Regions from separate parts of the Lactuca sativa genome. Here region 1 is linked to region 2. Evidence: chromatin contacts called from public Hi-C data. All regions are on one chromosome and are shown on one strand. Each heading gives the region's core, a stretch centred on a gene start, on an enhancer-like site or on the middle of the called end of the contact. The rest is flanking DNA. Distances are from core to core; before and after follow the strand shown. Region 1 holds the start of LOC111894272 (cellulose synthase-like protein G3). Region 2 holds the start of LOC111894260 (7-ethoxycoumarin O-deethylase).

The links. Hi-C and Micro-C count contacts between places; a contact is called where the count stands out from the background.
Region 1: a Hi-C map of leaf shows a contact between it and region 2, with 4 times the contacts expected there. The contact joins the promoter of LOC111894272 here to the promoter of LOC111894260 in region 2. A contact is called at or near these places in 3 of 4 Hi-C or Micro-C datasets (bud and leaf).

What each region holds. Positions count from the first base shown.
Region 1 is chr3:17,133,367-17,138,931 of Lsat_Salinas_v11, reverse strand. It overlaps LOC111894272 (cellulose synthase-like protein G3), which reads right to left and starts at 2,596. Exons shown (of 6, transcript XM_023890349.2): 1 at 1,966-2,596; 2 at 1,632-1,781; 3 at 1,346-1,471; 4 at 818-1,252; 5 at 398-745; 6 at 1-331. The coding sequence starts at 2,520.
Region 2 is chr3:16,968,896-16,974,963 of Lsat_Salinas_v11, reverse strand. It overlaps LOC111894260 (7-ethoxycoumarin O-deethylase), which reads left to right and starts at 1,605. Exons shown (of 2, transcript XM_023890335.3): 1 at 1,605-2,589; 2 at 3,034-3,947. The coding sequence starts at 1,645. The coding sequence ends at 3,666.

The sequences.
Region 1 (5,565 bases), core at 1,347-3,846, 160 kb before region 2:
AAAACAAGTTGATCAATGATGCGACACTAAATGGAAAAAACAAGATTGATTCAACTCCAAAATCAAACACCCCTTGTTCATATAGTTTCTTTTGTTCTTCCTCAATCACTTTGCTGGTAACATTGAACCCAGATGTTGAAAAACCGAAGGATTTTAGTGACCACTCGAGCAATGCAAATGGATAACTCGATAGCCCCCACATCAACCACATTCTTTGGCAGTTCCACCACCTTTGCTTCGATCCTCCTCCAAAGACCACAAAATCATAAAAATCTTTTCCATAAGCTCCAAGAAATAGAAACGCATGCAAGGAAAACCCACCTTCCGAAACCTGAAATCAGCATAATCCTTTAGTTTTTTCACAAGATGTTTGTATTATCAAAAGTCGAATTGATACCCTTGCAAACATTGGGAAGGAGTTGAGGAGCGAAATTTGAGGCAAGAACGCGTAGACAATGATTGGAATCGACCAAAAAGAACGAAGTGTGTAGTGTGTGTAACATAAAGCATGCAGAGGATTCATTGATCGAATACCATACGTTATTGGGCAATATTTGTTAAAAAATATTTCGAGGAATCCCATGTACCATCGTTTGGTTTGGGTTAGGGCATCATTCAAGTTTGAGGGCGAGCCTCCAAGAAACGCAGCTCTTTTTGGATTGCAAAGAATCGACTTCCATCCTTCACAATGAAGTCGAAAGCTCGTGTAGGTGTCCTCGGTTAAGGTGCCATATCGAAATCCAATCTACAAAATGAATATCATGATTTATTTTTTTCAAATTCTTTGAGGAAAACAATACTAGGGGGAAAGCCTAACCTCGGATCCCCATTTTGTATCATCCTCATAGTCGCAGCTTGCTGCTTGGTGTGCTAAAACCAAAACATCCTTAGTGCATATTGGAATTGAGATATTTTTTTGCATGATTGTATCTTTAATGAATCCAAAGCATGAGTCGTTGCTAATAACATGTCGTTTGAAAAAGCCTCCTGTACCCATAAACTGAGCGCCTAACAAGCCATCCATTCCAAGACTTAAAATTTGTGTCTCGGCCTTGAACTCCGAAGCATATATGTCATTCGTATTAATGCCACTGAATCTTTGCGGAAATTGAACAAATCCAAGCTTTGAATCAGCATTTGGATCCATAAAATAACATAATGCGCGAAGTGGCGTTTCAGGGTCATTTGAGAACATGTCGCAATCTAGAACAAGGACAATCTGTCCATTGGTCAGCAAGCCTGACACTCGAAGCTACAATAATCATTAAACTGAAACAAATTAAGAAGCTTTTTCCACTCTACCCATCAGAAAAACTAAACCAAACACGGATAATTGTGAGATTACCAGGACGTTGAGTGCTCCAGCCTTAAAATTATGGGGCTTGTTGTTGCTTTTTTCTCTAGAAACGTAGACAAGATTTGGCATTACGCCACCTGCGACATCTTTGTCTATAGTGTTGTCTAATATAATCTGTATTTCGTGTAAATAAAGAAAATCAAACACCACTACAAAAGGGGCAAAAAGTTTTTTCTATGGATAATTTTCTCAAAAATTTCCAAAGTGAGCTCATATTTATTTACTAAAATTGATAATTGATAACAAAACAAACAACTACATGAATAGGAGAAACCTTAATAATTGTGGGATGATGTCGACGCGAGAAATTAGGCGTCCATTTACTGAAAGCATCACGAATTTCTGATTCCTTCACCTCATCTAAACATACGCCACCACTTTGCACCACCTTCTCCACCCTTGATTTCATTCTTTCATACATCGCCTGCCACACAAAATCAGTTAGCCTTATTTCACAGCATAATCAATATTTGATTAGTTGTTATTCAATATTTATTAAATTGTATGTCAATTATGTTTTATTTTTCATGGACTAAGGAATACACTTAATTTCAGAAACAAATTTAAAGGTTAAAATTCAGCAATCGGAAATGGAATGAAGGAAGCACCTTGATTTCATCTGTCTCAGGGAACCAAGCAGGATCATTTTCAAAATACACTTCAGGCGACCGATCAACAATACTATGCTTCTTGCAGTATGGAATCCAATGCTTAGCAAACTTAGCACCCTCCATGAACGCATACAGTGTCACTTCAGACCCCCCATCATCTGATATGTAAACGGAAAGCTTATCCGTCGGGTAGTCATATGCCAATACAGATAAGGCCGTGTTCACCACTCCAACTGGTGGCTCTTTGGTGGGATCAGCCGTGCAAATCAACACATCTAACGCCGGATACTCTCTCTCCTCCACGAACTGTTGCAGGTTTTCTGGGAAAACACGGCGATGGATTGGATTCCAGTGAAAGCATTGGGAGGTGAACCACATAAAAGCTAACACAAAGTCGGCTAGAAACAGAGCGATGGGGATTGGATAGTAGATTAAATTACGGCAGTGGCGGAGGAGGAGAAAAGAAACGACGGTGGCATAGATGATTGCAAAAATACGGTTAAGCCATGTTTTAGAAAGTCGTTCAGAGGAATGGAGGAGAAGGGCGGCCATGGTAGGTGGTTATGGTTGTCTAAATTAAACTCTATGCCTAGCTATTTCTTTCTTCCTTAGCCGGTTGTTTACATTATCACCATTATAGATATTATATTTACCAAATTATATAAACTAAGTTGTTTTTTTACCACTGTTGCGCCTGCAGTACATACAGGCGTAAAATTTGATCATTCGCAACCGTTTACTTTTAGAAATTTTTTGAGTTAAAAACTGTTGCGTGTATACTGCGTGACGCAATATTTGACCTTTTGCTTCTTCACATCTTACTTTAACTTATTGCATCAGTCTACATAGATTAAAAAACATATAGACTTTTTATTACATGTTGTAGCCGTTTGGTCTCCCTCTTCTGCAATAGAGGATTGCAGAGGTTGTCTGCAGACTTCAGACATTTTCGCTTCGAAAAAATAAACAACACCTAAGTGAACCTGTTTAAACCACGAGTCAGGGTTTTTCTATTTCGAAGTCGGCTTTATTGTTGGGTCTGTATTAAAATATTTGGAATTCTAATTGTATTGTTATTGTCGATGTTGGTAAATGTTCTTTTTTTTTTTCTCTTGTTTGAAATGGTATTCAAATTCTATTTAAATGGTCCTCTTGAAGGAAATATCTTTAAATGATTATCTTTATGATAAAAACATCTAAGGCTCGGTAATTCTTCAAGGTATTATTTATATATTTATTGGGTTGATTATTTTATATTGATTAGGCTTGGATCCATTGGATCCTTACTAAATGGACTTCAGGGTGTCGTACGTTTGGTGTACCACCCTGTAGAGCGGTCTCTCCATTAAGTCTTACTTGTCTTGATACTATCACAAGGGCCTCGCTCACGGGTGTCACCCAAACCATACTACTGAGTGACCCTACCTCCAATCTCACTTATATGGGGCTACACGGGTCCTAAAGCATCCTGAATCCTCAACAAGTTATCCTTTCCCGATCTCTATCCGACTAACTAGGAGATACGGGCCTCACCCACACTCCGCTAACTAGGAGATTCGGGCCCCCGCCCACAGTCCTCTAACAATTGGCTACCAGCCTGAAAATGTCCAACAATGAGTGCTCCACAGTCTAACATCTTGATTAGCTCGCGTGCTACCGAGAAACAACAACTTGGTTTCCCAAACCAGTCCTCTACTACTGCGAATACATGAACTCAACGTCAGGATGTTTCTCAAACTCCCGACTCCCCGCTGCTCTATCCAAACGGTTACCTCAGTTGGTTTCCTTCTTAGCCATGAGGCGAACGCATCCAAGTTGTGCTCCTACTCCAGCACCTAACTACTGGGATAATACTCCCCCACTTCGATTCAACTAGATCCCTATAGGTTCCAGCTCGGAAAGGATACCCAATCCTTTTCTCCAACCCAAGGCCGATCTGCTGCCCACCATGCTTACCACTGCTGGACATCCAAAACTAAACAATACCAAACCCGAACCACTCATGCAGACTAACAAGACACTTCCCGAGTCCCACTCTCACCAGCTACGTTGACTGCGTCCCGGAAACCAGCCCAAAAAGGAGTGGGGGTACTGCTATGAACTACCGTCCGAAAACCCATGGTATGCAGATGGCATTTGATCCGAACACGAACATAAATAGAATTCTAACATACATTTGCTAACATAGATGTAGTACTATACCAATATGATCATAAATAAAAACTGACAGGAAATCAAAAGATACATACCTGCAACATTCAGTGCTTCTCGAGCCTCCACCATAGACAACTGAAAAGCCCTGCTCCCCACTGCAGGCGCCTCCTCTTGGCCCTCACAGCCGTCGGTGATCCTCATGGTCGCGGGGGCAGTTGCCATCACCTGTCCTGCTGGAAACAAACTCGGACATGGGGCCTTCTTGTGGCCCCTCTGACAGCAATAAAAACATATCAGTTCTGATCCATGAGTGGTGGTAGTAGTATAATCCCTACTGAAATGACCAGTCCGACCGCACTTGAAGCAGCCAGAATCACCACCACTACCACTCCTGCACGCACCCTCGTGCGTCCTGCCACACTTGGCATAACGATTGCGGCCCTGATAATCCCTCAATCTCACGTTTGACCCCTTGGGTCTTTTGCCTGAACCTGAAGCTACCGGAGCCTCTTCTGGCTTCCTCTTCCTGAGGTGCTCTAGATCGATCTCCCTCTCCCTGGCCCGGGCAATCATATCCTCCAGTGTCTTGCAGCTGGACCTGCTCACAAACTCCCTGATGTCACTCCTCAGCATCTTGTGATAACGAGCCTTCTTCATCTCCTCGTCTGCGACATACTGTGGAACAAAAAGAGCCCTCTCCCTGAATATGGTGGTTGTCTCTGCCACCGTCTCGTACGAAAGCGTTGGCGACATCAGCCAACCACCTGCTGCTAGAAATGGGGTCCCTGGTGATGTGAGTTTAATGTGCTTATATGTTTATCCAAGTTTAATTTATAAATTTATTCCCTTCACTAGACTATTAAACACACTAGGTAGTGTACCTAATCGTGCAATATTATAGAAATGGTAAGAACGAGTGTCGAAAATAAGGAACGGTGTTTAAATTACCTTAATTTACTATTTAAGTAATTAAAAATCAAATAAGAAAAGGTTTTGTTTTCCTAGTTTTGCAAGATTAGATACTTAAAATACCAAATTAACTCAAAATTCACTTAATTAAAGTAACACTAAACTAAGCAAGAAAACAAGTATGAATTAACCAAGGTGAGAAAGAGACTTTTGTTCAGCTTCAGATTTGTTGTTATTATGGTTGATTTATGGAGGTGCAATGGATTTAGTTTCTTTTGTTACCGATTCCTAAGATGACCAAATTAGTATTCACTAATTAAATCCTTTAGTAAACTAGCTTATTTATTCGGTGATCAGGCAGACAAACTTACCAGCTCGCTAGTGTTTAGTTTGAATTGATTAGACTTATAATTAGTTGACCAATTTAGTTTATTGATTCAATTTGATTTATGATTTGCCGTCATATATTAGCTACTATACTCTTTCACCCACTTTTCTACTTAACCTTAGGTTTTATTCAAAACTCTAGTCTTA
Region 2 (6,068 bases), core at 356-2,855:
AACGGGACTTAAACCTTCGACCTTAAGAAATGAAGACACCACCTGATACCGTTGTGCATGTTGATATACCCAAACACTCAAGTTTTTATAATAATATAAAAAGTGTGGAGCTTTAATAAACATTTATTGTAAATATATAAATATCAAACGATTACAATTTAACAATACAAAAAATTTGATATTACAAAAAGTAAAAAATAAAAATAAAAATACTTAAATATATTATTGATTAGAGTTATTATTTAGGTTTTTTTGAGTTCAGAAAACAATCGTAGTAAAAAGCCAAAAAGGGTTTTCTTTAGTTATGGGATAATGACTTAAAATGGTAATTTATTTTTTAATATATACACATTTGATTATTGAGTTTTTCTCGTCAACATTTACATCTTCAACTTGTTAAATTGTATACATTCAGTACTTATGACCGGCTAATCCAGGTTATCCGATAAAAATGACTTAATAGGGTAATCTATTTCTCATTTTGTACACATTTAGTCCTTAATATTTTTGTACACATTTAGTCATATATATATATATATATATATATATATATATATATATATATATATATATATATATATATATATATATATATATATATATATATACAAACTAAGTCGTTTTTGATTTTGTACTCATTCAGTACTTATGAATGATTTCTTAAGGTTTTTCTCATTACATATTACGTGGGACAATCGTTGATGAGGTGTTTGAGACTTTTGATATTTATGTTCGTAATCTCGACTACTTGGTGGCTTATGTCATGTGTTCTGAACATTATAATTTCTTCATACGATCTCAGATTTTAACGATCTTTATATCCAAGCGTTCGTATTTTAGTCTACTACAACTTTCGTTTAAATTTCCGTTAAAAATTAATATATTTTTACTTATGAGCTTAATATCCATATGTTTTTTTTATGAATGCATGTGTGCATGTTTTTCTTTTTTTATAAAATCGTAAGTAAATATGTATTAAATTTTATTAGGAGGAATCTTAACGAAAGTTGTAGTAGACTAAAAAAACGAACACGTGGATATAAAGATCATTAAAATTTGATATCATATGAAGAAGTTACGACGTTTAGAACACATGACCTAAGCCAAACCACATGACCTACGCAACCGAACAGTCGAGATCACAATAGAGATAAACATCAACAACCCTAAACACCTCATCAATGATTGACTCACGTAAAATATCGTGAAAAAAACCGAAAAAAAAATCATTCATAGGTATTGAATGAGTACGAAAAACAAAAGAAAGTTATGACTAAATGTGTATAAAAATAATAATGACTAAGTGTGTACAAAATGATAAATATATTATTCGATTAAGTCATTTTTCCAGAGTAATCTAGAATAACCGGTCATTAGGACTGAATGTGTACAGTTTAACAAGTTGAAATGATAAATATTAAATAAATAAATAAACTTAACGACTAAATCTATCCGAATCAAAAAAATATATTTTCTTTTTAAGTTATCATGTAAAAGTAAAATAAAATAAAAGAGTTATAATAAAGACACACAGAAGCGGGTCCACTCCACTCTCCGCGTGATATAGATGTATAAGTAGTATATCGCTTTTTACTTCACAAATCATAATATTAATAATTGTGATTCAGCTTATCGCTTCACAAAATGATAGTGGATAGCTGGTGGTCATGGTGGTCAGAAGTTACCAGCAAGAAAGTCGAGATGCTCACTTTCCCAGTACTCACTTTATCGGCCATTTCAATCGCTATTTTAGTGTACATATCCAGGAAGACAAGGTCACGGTTGCCGCCCGGACCTCGTGGTTTGCCGGTGGTGGGTTACCTTCCGTTTCTTGGCGCCAATTTGCTCGATGAATTCACTAAAATGGGTCAACGTTTTGGCCCGATTTTCAAACTCCAGCTCGGAAGTAAGACCTACGTCGTCATCAGCTCCTCAGACCTGGCTAAAGTTGTGCTCCGTGATCAAGACGATACTTTTGCTAACCGAGACCCTCCGGTGGCTGGCATAGCTCTCACATATGGTGGCAAAGATATAACCTGGTCTGACAACAACAACTACTTGCGTAACATGCGTAAGGTGTTGATGTACGAAGTGATGAGCCACAAGAACCTGGAAGCTTCACTCTCTTTCCGGCGAGGTGGAGTCAGAAAAACTGTCAAGAATGTGTATGAAACAATGGGCACGGAGGTGGATATTGGTGAGACTGCGTTCTCTACGTTGTTGAGGGTCATAACCAGCATAATATGGGGGAAAAGTTTCGATGAAGATGAAGCAAGCAATACTCTTATGGTTGGGTTCCGGGAAGTGATTACAAATGCAATGATGGTTTTGGGAACCAACAACGTGTCGGACTATTTTCCGGTGCTGGCCAGATTCGATTTGCAGGGGGTGGAGCGAAAAATGAAGAAAGAAGCTCAGAAGCTCGATGGGATCTTCCAGAAGATTATCGATGATAGAGTGATCAGCCTTAAAACCAAAGAATCAGCAGAGCAACAGGGAAGAAAGGATTTATTACAGGTTTTCCTTGAGCTGAAACAAGAAAATAATGAGTCATCATTCACTGATACGCAGATAAAAGCTCTTTTCATGGTATCTTTATCTTATTTAAATTTGTTTGTTTTTTTGATGTGTAGTTTTTATAATAAAGATCAATTCAGAATAATAAAAATTTTGGTAAGAAATTATATATATATATATATATATATATATATATATATATATATATATATATATATATATATATATATATATATATATATCGAATTGAATCATTACATGATCCGTAAGAAAAAAAATTCTCAAAAAAACATTTTCATGATTTATTTTTAGTAAATCAAAAAATTTTAGTGAATAACAAATCGTGTTATTTTTTATTTATCTAGTGATTCATTTGTCTTATTCATAAAAAAATATGTCGAAAAAATCTTTTTACTATCCTACCAAAAAAAAAATTCTTACCAGATCTTTATCTAGTTTTTATATATATATTTGTTTCACTTCAACGCCTTAACCTTCTTTTGTTTATTGAAACAGGACTTTTTTGTTGCAGGAACACACACAACAACAACAGTGACAGAATGTACAATGATGGAGCTTTTGAAAAATCCAGATATAATGAAAAAGATACAGGACGAATTAGAACAAGTGGTAGGCCTAAACAACATTGTTGAAGAATCTCATCTTCCAAACTTACCTTACCTGGATGCAACCATTAAGGAAACATTTCGTTTACACCCAACACTTCCACTCTTGGTAACGCGATCTCCCAATAAATCTTGCAAGGTTGACAAATACACAGTCCCAAAAGGTTCTAACGTCTTTTTGAATGTTTGGGCAATACAAAGAGATCCTAAATATTGGGATAATCCTTTAGAATTCAATCCTAATAGATTTCTAAACCACGATGGAACTACCAATACCAAATTCGATTATAACGGATTGAATACCAATTTTCTCGCTTTTGGTGCTGGCAGAAGAAGGTGTCCCGGGGTTCCCTTGTCCGAGAAGATGTTGATGTACCTTTTGGCTTCATTGTTGCACTCGTTCAACTGGACTTTGCCTGATGTGAAAGAACATGAGATGTCTGAAAAGCTTGTCCCCAAGAAACAAAAATCACTCATAGCTATTCCTTCTCAGAGGTTACCAGCCAAAAAGCTCTATATATAATGTTCCATAAGATGTAATAAATATTGGATGCAGGTGTTGTAGGAAGATAGTTGGAAATCTCTATGTCTTTGGCAACTCAAGTCTTGTCAAACCTTCTTTCAAGTAATGTAATGTTATGATATGACCCATCGGTTTAGTTGGTTCTACTGCAGACGCCAATAAGTTGGAGTAGTAGCATTAAAATAAATTATTCTTCTATTTAGGTCCTAGCATAACACTATAAATAAAGTGTTCAATTCCTTGTTTTTGGGTTATGCATTAATAAAAAGAATTCTTGCATATTTTTTGAGTTTCCTTATTTCTCTCAAATTAGTAGGAAGGGTGGACTCAAGAATTTACATTATTAGTCACACCTTATACTAGCTACTAGTTGTAATTGTTTTTATGTTTTTTAACGGTTGCATTTTAATATAAAAAATTACACTTATAATTTGAAATTTAGTAGTAGCATGTGACCATCGAGAAACCCGCTAAATTCGCCACCAATTCCTTGTTTTAGGGTTATGCATTAATAAAAAGAATTCTTGCATATTTTTTGAGTTTCCTTATTTCTCTCAAATTATTAGTCGTGCTTGTTTTTATGTTTTTTTTAAAGGGTGCATTTTAATATAAAAAAAATTACACTTATAATTTGAAATCGAATAGTAGCCTGTGACCATCGAGAAACCCGTTAAATTTGCCACCAGGTACTAGTGGGTTCTAACCCTAGGCTTCGAATCAAAGCACATTATTTGGTATGGTATGAGAGCAATCCATTTGATTCTAGTGTTAACATGTTAAAAATCAACACTAGTAAAGAAGAAAACATTTCCTACTTTTAAAAAAAGGTTTTGACTTTTTTAATTATCAAAGTCTCAAAATTAACTAGATTTAGTCACTAAAGATCTGATTATGCTAAATTAGACCCTAAAGTCTGAGTTTTGACTCGTTTTGCCCCTTTACAACCTTATGACTATGTTGCAGATTACTTGCTTCCCTACTAATATGACATTTTAAAGTAGATTATGAACTTCTGAACATGCTAAATTAAACCTTCGAACTTTGGAAAAAATATATTTTTGTTTTATTAAAACTAAAATAGGTTAAAATGCTTTTTATTTTCATTTTTTTATTCTTTTAATCAAAAATAAATTTAGTTTTAAGTTTTTCTTTATTATTTTTTTTTTGTTTATTGTCATCAACTTGATACTCTTTTTTACTTTTTTTTTTAAAAATATAAAATGTACAAATATACTATAGTATATTACAGTTTTGGCCTTCAATTTCTTTTTCTATTTTTTTATAATTTTGATTATTTATTGGTTTTTTTATTTTGATTTAAATAAATGAAAATAATTATAACTTCCAAAGAATGAAAATTATAAAGAAAAAAGTTTGAGGAAACCACAAATATCAATATATTGAGAGCTCAGATATGTTATTTACTCCGTTTTAATTAATTGGTAATTTTAATGTAAAAAAGTGTTAAATAACGTTATACATGATAATAACTACAATATACATTTTCAACCGGTATAAACTGTTTATTATAAAATTATAATAAACAGATTTACATATAAATACTTATATAATTTATAAACTTAATAATAACATGAATAAATAAATATAAAACATATATATATATATATATATATATATATATATATATATATATATATAAAATAAAACTAGTTTAGTTTTGACTAAAAAAATTTCAAAAAACTTAAAACCAAGTTTAGTTTTAATAAAAAGGTCACTACTAGAAAAACAGCCTTTTACGACGCTCATTGCGCGTCGTAAAAGGCTCAGACGACGCGCAAATGCGCATCAAGGAAGGCACTATCATAAAGAGAGACGACGCGCATTTACGACGCTCATCTATGACGCGCGTTTACGACACGCAAAGCGTATCAAGGAAGGCCCTGTCATAAAGGAAGACGACACGCATTCGCGTGTCGTAACCTGACGACACGCGTGTTAATGACACGCAATGCGTATCAATAAAGCCCCTGTCAAGAAAGGTCATGTCATAAATGAAGATGACACACATTTTTGCGTATCATAATTTTTAATGTTTAAAAAAATATTATTTATAGATTTACTAATTTTCAAATTAAATAATACAATAAAAATCTCATAATACAAAATAAAATACAATAAATAACAAACATAATTCATTTCACTAATATGTCAAATACAAATAATTATTCCAAAAGTGAGTAAATATTATATAAAATGAACTCATTTATATACAATTGCATCATCTAGCTTACTATGTGCCAACAACTCTCTGTGTGTTTACTTTTGTTTGAGTCTCGTTTCCTCCAAAGCTTCTAGCCATGCCAAAATATGATATCTTGAGTCTCGTTTCAAGAACCAAAATCACCTTCAATCACCCAATTAAACTCTAGATCTTCTGTTGT